Regions from separate parts of the Anser cygnoides genome. Here regions 1 and 3 are each linked to region 2. A link is a contact called in public Hi-C data. All regions are on one chromosome and are shown on one strand. The core of a region is the stretch at or near the end of the contact, and the rest is flanking DNA. Distances in the headings are between cores, read along the strand shown.

Region 1 (2,878 bases), core at 86-2,585, 190 kb before region 2:
TTTGCTCTTGGACTTGTTGAACCTCATTCGGTTCACCTGTGCCCACATCTCTAGCTTCTCCAGGTAGTATATCACAGAATCACAGAATCATCTAGGTTGGAAGAGACCTCCAAGATCACCTAGTCCAACCTCTGACCTAACACTAACAAGTCATGATACGATACACGTGATATCTGTCTACCTACCCCAGATACAATGGAGACCACTAAGCCTTCTGACTCTGTGTTGGCTACCTTATCCCTTCAGAGCCTCCTCAGGTATTTCAAACCTGGTACAAAGGCTGAAAGCTGAACATCCCAGGCACTAAGAATAAAGCAGAACATCCTCTCAACGCAGTTTTTCTTTGTGCACTTTTCCTGTGAAACTCACCATCTCGGATGTTTGTCAGGTCACTATAATCCTGCAGATGCCGATGCAGTTGAGCACCCTTAGATCCCCCTCCCAAAAACAAGTGCAGATGTCTAATGCACGGATGCAGTTGTGTATTACCCAATGGCTAAGAAGAGCAACAGGTCAACCCAAGAGAAGTAAAGGTTGAACAAGAAGAGCAGTTGTAAGCTATTTGTTGCACACCTAATGTGTTTACAGCTGTCCCAACACATAAAAGTCCCTACTGGAAGGGGAAGTTCCTACCCTGACGGAGTAATGGAGGCGAGATGTGGCTGAGATGCATCTTTGGGGTTTCTCACAGCACCACACACAAACTGTTAACTGGCAAGACCTTATTTCAGAGACGGAGGCTTACAGCTGGCTGCAAACCTCCAACTCTTCAATTAAAACAGATTTTTAACTAGCAATTGCCAGTAACTCACAGGAATAGCATACACCCTCTCCGGTGTAACCTTACAGCTGCACCACAAGAAGTGAGAAGCACAGGCCTTATTCACAACGCTCAAGCCAACGTCACGATATCCTGCAGCAACCTTTTCAGAGGCAGCAGCTCCAGTTGCTAAACCTGGGACGCGACACCCCTGCCTGTCTGAGAAGGTGCAAAGCCCTGCTCACGTCTGCAGAGCTTGCCTGCAACTCGAGCCAAGCGTGGAGCAAAAGGTTTCCTCGGGGCGCTAAGGGCCAGCACAGCCCCGTTGCTAAAGTACAGCGGCAGGCCTGCATAAACAAAACCACACCTGCTACAGCAATGCGGGCAGCCGAGGAAAGGTAAGCACGGCGCGATGTTAAAGAGCTCACGGTAGTTTCACATGACCCTCCAGAATCTATTTATGTCAGTTGTTCAAAGACAAACAATGGCACCTCGCCAGCTGCAGCAGCAATCAGATAGACACAGGAACAAGGTTAAAGGGAAAAAAAAAAAAAAAAGAAGTTATATAATTGCTCCGTGCCAAGCTGCCGAGGCGCAGCCCCGGCTCGGCCTTATTGTCGAGCACAAGGTCGGGGCCCTCAGCAAAGTGGGCACCTGCTTTGGCCCATCACCGTGCCCCTTGCTGAAACAGGGCTCCCAATAAGTCATGTGTTTTCTCCACGGTTTAATCCCCAGGTCCCTCTTCTCTTCCAATAAACACACTCAATATGAAATCACAGCACGTTACTTAGCTTACTGTACCATCCAGCTATTACAGTATTTTTAGAAGCCTGTTGAGGCATTAGCCCTCACTAAGTTGTTTGCATGTACTATTTTCTCTATCAGTCAGCATCTGTAACCAAGGATGATTTAATCAAGTGACTAGCAAGAGTGTTAGAATGATCTGAAGCAAGGTTTATTTTTATAGAGTCTCTTAAAGCAGTTAGCATTTTATACAGCCAAACACACTGGCATTACAGGTTAGATTTCAGTGTCCTTTTGCAAGTCTATATTTTCTGATGCAAAATGCTCCATGGCTGCATCATACCAAGAGCCAAAGTCCATTCATAGAGAGCATTATCTCTGTGTATCAGTAACCCAGACAATCTGGATTAATTTTTCAATCTATAACCAAGCCTTTCAAGGTACACTCCTTCAACTTTGACATAATGTTTGCTGCAATTTAAGCTAGCATGATAAGTGTTTCAGTTTATCAAAGAAAACACTAAATCTGGTATTTAAATCAGAGAACAGGTCAACTGTATACTACAGTAACTGCTGTCTGCACAAGTGCTCTCTAATCACTGCCTTGGCTCCAAGTGATACCGTTCCTGCCTGCAGCTTAGCTCCGTGTTTGCTTGGGATAGCATTTATCAGTACGAGACGTTTTTTGGCTGACCAGTATATTGCTGCTCCTCTCATCCTGGGTTCCTCCAGTAAAGGTTATCTCATCATTCAGGCTAATTTTACTGGTAAATAGGGCTTAGATAGGAGGAAGCAGATCCAAAGTACAAATAATAAAGTATCATCCACACTTCCCTTCTCCCCCTTCTTTGCAAAAAAGGGACCTGAATTTAGCTTAGAGTAGCTTTCTCTAGAAGTCCGGAAATCCCCCTCTCCTGAAGACTTCGACTTTTTTTTTTTTTTTTTTTTTTTTTTAAACTTAAGCAGTAGCTGGAAGTTCAAGAAATTAAGGAAGGCTACACCAGCGGTAACACAGCTTCTCGGAAGCTCCTGGGACTATGTCCAGACCGTGGATGTCCAGACCACCAAGACGACAGTCCCCGGTTTTGGATTTACTGTAGCTGTCTGCAAACCCACACAGCCATGCCCCTGAACAAAAGGTTCAATTGAGCAAGAGTCACGCATGCCCATGCCAGCAATCCCACAGCGACAAATTAAGATCATGACATACTTCTGATGTTTGTACACCGTCCAGCACAACAAAGTCAAGTCAGACATGCTGACGGGTCCCAACGCGGTTCAAGAGACTGTCAACACAGATAGGGCTCAGTTTGCACACAAGCACTCCTACAGCGACAGTAGTTCGCTGCCTACCTGGCGATGCGACTTTATCAC
Region 2 (2,957 bases), core at 185-2,684:
TTATCATTTTAATGAGCTGCCATAAAATATTGCATAATTTTGCCCACTTTTATGCTGTTTAATTTCAAATTAAATTTCTCACATTATACCATTCTGGTATTAAACAGGATTTTGTAATGAAATTTAGTGGTCATTACCAAAACTGAATCTCTGGCTGCAAAAACAGCTCAGTATTAATAACAGATAAAAAGGTTAGCATTACTGGATTTTACAGAAATTGCTACGCTTTTGTGCTGTTTTTATTCATAAAATGAAAAAGACAAAAGTCAAGGATGTCCTTGAATGCTCAGTTGATTGGCGACAGAAAGCTAAATCAGTTGACACAAGAAAGCCACTACAAGGTGAAGGGGCAAGCTCATTTTTCCGTCTGTTTTTATTGAACACACCCTTTGTGAAATGTCATGGTCAAGGGCAGTTAAAAATTAATGTCATTCTAATCTTCTTTAAACACTTTAACTTGTTCAGCTAAATGTGTCAGACAGGAAACTATCCATAAACAAATTTGAGATGTTAAATTACTAAGATAGCTGTGATTTCCTTCTTTTGCAAAATCTCATTACTAGCTGGAATATTATTTCCACTCAAGGAAGTCACTCTACAGCAGCAAATGCTTTCACATGCATTGAAACATGTAGACTACACAAGTCTGCGGATGTTTGTTTTGGCAGAGAATTGAACTTCCTCTGTTTCTCTGAATACAATGTAATCCTCCTCATTTATGTCTTCATTTAGGGGAAAAAAATCAAAAACCTCAGTCACTTCAAATTCATATTTTAAACCACCACAAACTGATTTGCTATTAAGATTGATTTCTCTTCTAGAAATAGCCTGTGAAGTAAAACAAAAAAAGGAAAAAAAAAAAACAAACTCAAAATTTTCTTTTAATGTTTGTGCTTATCTTTTCAGTTAGAGCAATAAATTTGAATAGAACAATTGAGCATTAATTAGAGTTTAAAATACACAGTTGGACCGTAGCTTAATATTTCTTCTGGCAACTTTATGAATGAATTTGATAGGTGTCTGTCATACCTCCTTGAGCCACTAGTGCCTTTAGGAAAGGCCCTGGCATGAGGGTTTTACGTATAATATTTTCTTCCTCCGTATCACATTCAGGATTACAGGCTGGTTGACTAGTCGGTCTGTTGTTCTGTCCCTAAAAATCTGAGAAACGTCATAAGCCAGCTGAAGATCTGAAAAATTTAGTTTGCATCTTTGTCCAATTTTCTGCTAAAAGGATGGGCTGTAATCTAACATGTTAGGGCCAGAAAGTGGATTGCAATCACACAAACATTCTACCAGAAGCAAGGAAAACCATACCCTTTCTGCTGCCACTAAACTACATACCTCTCTGGAGCTTAGGTTTTCCTTTACACTTAGAATTTTCTCCTTCAGAGAAATTCGATGGGAATTTCTAGTGCTTAGAACAGCACCAAATCCTAAGCAACATCCTTACAATTATTCTCAATTTAGAAAAGAGCACACCGGATTTATCTGCAGTATTCGCCTTCCTTGGACAAGCCCCCTCTGTCTGCAAACACACAAAATGGCTGGGAAACATGTTTTGGGCAGTAAGTCAAGTGATAGTTTCATGTCATCATTTCCTGCTCCTCCCTGCAAATTTCCACTCAGTCTAGCTCCTTCCAGGGCTTACAAAGGGCAGCCAGAAAGCCCTACTTCCATGATCTTGAGAAACCAACGAGAAGGTGGAATAGCAAAATGGTATCACGGTGTAGGTTAGACGTGTTACTATGGACTGTAGCATAACACAGCTCTACGCCAAGCCACTCCTCACAAGTATAAGATTTTTATCACCCAAAACGATGAATGGGCTCTGCCACAAACCTTGGTTTGAGAAACCCACCATGGCATTCTGCTTCCTATCCTTGCCTGGAAGTGGCAGCAACACGCAGCTCAGCAGGGCTCGGGGACAGTCTGCTGAACCCTGATGTCCTGGTTAAGGTGGGCACACAGCAAACAGAACAACATACCCGTACCTTTGGTTGACCTACACTGTTCGTTCTTCAAAGAGATGAAAAACTGAAGTGTCATGCAGTCAAATGAACTGGATTTGCATTCCCCTCTCTCTGTTTTTATTACTTTCATGGCTTGACTGTGAATTAACTCAAACAAAAAAAAAGCTTTAGAAAGCAGTGAACAGTTTTTACTAGATTATATCTATTTGTGATGTTTCTCCTTGTTTTCTTATTTGGCTAAAAAATGACCAGAATGCAATTAAACCTGATTTACACAGCATACATTTACTTAGTTAACTTTTCTAGTATATAAATATTTACCTTTCTAATTTAAGATATAAGAAAGGTAGAGTTACAAGTGAAATCTGAAGAGTGATACAAACCCAGTTTCTAAATTAAGCAAGGGTCATTTTTCACTGCTTACTGAATGCCAGTTCTTTAGAAACCTTGCAGCTTAAAATTATCTGTCTATTTAACTTCCCCTAAATACCTTAACCGACAAAGTCTAATAATTACTCAACACATACTTTCTCTTTAATGAGAGTTAAAGCTTACGATGACATCAGCCTGTCCTATTTGTCTGTGACTTGCAAGCCAGATGAAGTTTACTTACTAAATGTTGCAACCCTGCCAAAATTCAGGGCTGCATAGAACAGTATGTTCGGGCCCTGATGTCTTGCCAGATTTCAATGAAGTGCTTGACAGAGACCACATGTGGAGGTCAAGTGATACTATCATGATCTCACCAGATGGTAAATTGTGGTATTATTCCCAAGGCAGGTAGCATAATCTGTTCAGAAACAGTTGGCAGGTGATCCATGAACTCACAGCCAGAAGCAACTGGATTATTGCAAAAGATCAGGAATGTTATTGATGTTGGTGGAAAGACTTTTCCAAGAATTTTTCTTGCACATAATCTAAGGGCTCAACTCTGAAGCTGTATGTTTTCTTGAAAAAAAAAAAGGGGGATGTATTTTATTAACT
Region 3 (2,961 bases), core at 274-2,773, 240 kb before region 2:
ACTTGCTAGCATTGAAAGTAACCCAAAATATGGTTGTAGTGAAAAAGGAAAGTACCTCTTAGCCTCTTCAGGAGTCTTTCAAAAGATATTCTAAATCACTGCAGCAAAACTGGCCTTGTGAAAGTTTTGCACCAACAGAAATGTTTCTATACACAAATAATAGGAGAAGTCCTTTTATATCAGGGTGAGAGTTCTCCATTGACACACAACGCGGTGCTGCACAATGTAAGCTGCTATCAACTCAGAAATTAAATACCTTCACCTCATCTACTTCTACTAATGTATTTATTGAACTCAGTGAGACTTGACTGGTTTGAAATTCCATTTAAATATTGTCACACTGTTTAAGGGAAAAAATCAGTTTCTCTTTCCCTACATTTGTAGATTTTAAAAGGGAGTAACAAAGCAGTTCACATAGAGAAGTAACCGGTTCCTCTGCGCTCTCCTTCATCAATACCCTTACTCAGACATTGTCTCTAAGTAGCATCTCCTGATACAGATGTACGTTCAGAAGACACACAATTGTAGTAGAGATGAAATAAATTATGTAGAAAGCAGAGGTTGCTGCAAGCTCATAAAGGAATGCAGTCACTGTGAATCATGGCCGGTACTGTAAACATTTTTTACATTATTTTTGCTGGAATTTTATTAGTCTCCCCTTCTGCAACGGCTGCCATTTGAACACGGGGAGCTTAGCTCTTGTAAGGCTCTGATTTAGGGACAAAACAAGCCCTTTGCATCAACATCATCCTCAACCATTTTGCTCAACAGGAATCAGTTAGCAACCACAGTTTTTACAGCTGCATGCTAGAGAAAGCTTGAGAAAGAGGCAAAGAGGAGAAATTGATGTGAGCGTGTTTACAGTGCTGTAAAATTTATTTCATCATCTGCAGAGGTACTAGATTGTTTATTTATTTAAGGGATAAAAGTAACATATAGAAAGCTTTCTATAGAAACTTTATAAAGTTCCTTCAGTTCTTTCATTTTAATGGTAATACATCAACATAGCAAAGTCTTTCAACTTAGACCCATTTGGACATCTGTTCGACGGATGAACTGCTAGAGACACTCAAAGCCAGCATCTGCTGTGCAAGCAATTTCCCTGCCCACTCAAAGAGTCCATCATGCCCTCAACCCATCGCACCTCTTGCAGAATTTCCTGCTGTAGTTTAAAATCCTAAAAATTTTTCCTAGACAAAGAGTGAAATTGCTCAAGTGCTATTCCAGGCAAATATGAGAGGGCAATCAGTAACGAAACCTACAGACGCAGCAGCTAGCGCAACCTTGTGCAGAGTACAAAGTTAATTTCTTGTTAGCCAGATTGGCTTTACGTTCCTCTGTATTGCTGTAAATGTTGCAATTAAGTACTGCTCTAAGCTATGTTTAATTAGCCTGTAAGCAAATGCTCATTTGTAACTTGCAGTGTAACGCAGAACTAAATGTTCACTGAGAGCAAAGGGAAATTACACTGAAGGTACATTCGCACAAATATAGCTGGCTGCCTCCTGACAGACTTTGCCTTCTTATTAATATCCTAGAAAATATTAAGAAATGTGTCACACTGTACAAATGGTTAGAAATATACATTCTCCAGCCTTGGAGCTGAACGCAGTACTTTCCTGCCAGCTCCGGCTCACAAGCACTCCAGTCCCTGCGGATGCTAGTCTCTCAGAAGATGAAAGATCTGGATTATGTTTTTCATCTGTTTAGTAAAAAACAAAACACAGGGGGAAAAAAAAACAGACTAGGATGCGAATCATGAAGGATAAGGATGCTCAAAGATAAACAAAAAGTATAAACAACATTTTCACCAAAGAGCATTAGAAACATTAGTGGGATCCGCTTTCAGGAATAAAACCCAACCTCAGTGCCTCCCATGAAACACACAGAGGATGAAATTAATTCTTAAATATATTTAGAATCTTTTAAATGCTACAAGCAGAATGACATTAGCTGCAAACATAACAAGGACATTTTTCAGTCCAACATTATTTGAGTCAGCCTGTCAGAGGACACCCGTTTGACAAGGCTGTAACACAAGAGCCAAGGCTCAGTCCCACTTGGACAGGCTCTATATCGCTTTGCCAAGCTAGACAGCATGTTAAAGAAAAAAGTTCAAAGGTCAGCCATGAAAAACATCCACAGAACAAAGCAGCACGGAACACAGGAAAATACTCTGAGTGCAGTAAATTCGAGGCTTTCCATGTATGATTAGGTGTTGCTGTTCCTGTAACGTTAGCTTTCAACTCGATGTCTAACGGAGAGGAGGGTAATCCTTACATATCCAATGTCTATTTCTTGTCAAGGTGCTCCACAAATCATTTGCAAGGTGTGCTACAGTACTGCAAGCAATTTATCCTCCTATATGTATTTAAAACTCTTAAAAACAACACTAATCTGGAGTTCGGGACAAATTAGTAAAGAATATTCTTAATCTGAAGCATAATAGGTATCTTTCAATGCTAAAACTGTGTACCTCTCTTATCACAGACAACATCTAGTTTGGTTAAGGTCAACTGAGTATTTGGGGAATGGGAAAGGCTGCCAACATCTGTAAAGGTATTTATAAGGTCTGGAAATACTGTGGTTTGTTCGCTTTCTGTGGATTTTAGTAGGCAATAGGGAAAATAAGTGTGACCAGCAACAGTATGACAAGTTACTTAGGAGTAATTAGCTGCTCTTAACAGCTTGCAGGCAAGGACAAGCTCAAAAATGACTCACAGAAGCCCGAGGGCAAATTGTCTGTAAAAATTTAATCTCGCTTTTCTGCTACCAGAATGTTGTTGCTTTGCTTAGAATATTCTTTTCTGTAATCCTTTGCACCTCACTTGTTGATTTCTTTTTTTTTTAAGTAATAATTTTTCCTTAGGGATGGATTGTTCCTATTCTTGTTGCCTATTTTGGCAAGATAGTGGGAAACATGATTTTGGAAGGTGAACGACATGGTGAGCAGAGAAACGT

The links. A called contact is a pair of places that touch in the nucleus more often than the background predicts.
Region 1: a contact with region 2 is called in a Hi-C map of liver, with 19 times the contacts expected there. The contact joins two enhancer-like sites. A contact is called at or near these places in 2 of 7 Hi-C or Micro-C datasets (both in liver).
Region 3: a Hi-C map of liver shows a contact between it and region 2, with 2.1 times the contacts expected there. The contact joins two enhancer-like sites. A contact is called at or near these places in 2 of 7 Hi-C or Micro-C datasets (both in liver).

The regions. Positions count from the first base shown.
Region 1 is chr2:90,049,701-90,052,578 of Taihu_goose_T2T_genome, forward strand. The region is part of intron 1 of GRB10 (growth factor receptor bound protein 10); the gene reads right to left. Among named protein-coding and RNA genes, the nearest start is that of GRB10, 58 kb to the right of the region's middle. Within about 2 kb of position 1,336, at least 3 of the 3 cell types and tissues checked have open chromatin away from gene starts, as enhancers often do. A contact at or near this core is called in liver, where this site is marked.
Region 2 is chr2:90,240,682-90,243,638 of Taihu_goose_T2T_genome, forward strand. All of the region lies in intron 9 of COBL (cordon-bleu WH2 repeat protein), which reads right to left. Among named protein-coding and RNA genes, the nearest start is that of COBL, 94 kb to the right of the region's middle. Within about 2 kb of position 1,435, at least 2 of the 3 cell types and tissues checked have open chromatin away from gene starts, as enhancers often do. A contact at or near this core is called in liver, where this site is marked.
Region 3 is chr2:90,003,403-90,006,363 of Taihu_goose_T2T_genome, forward strand. All of the region lies in intron 4 of GRB10 (growth factor receptor bound protein 10), which reads right to left. Among named protein-coding and RNA genes, the nearest start is that of DDC, 52 kb to the left of the region's middle. Within about 2 kb of position 1,524, at least 1 of the 3 cell types and tissues checked has open chromatin away from gene starts, as enhancers often do. A contact at or near this core is called in liver, where this site is marked.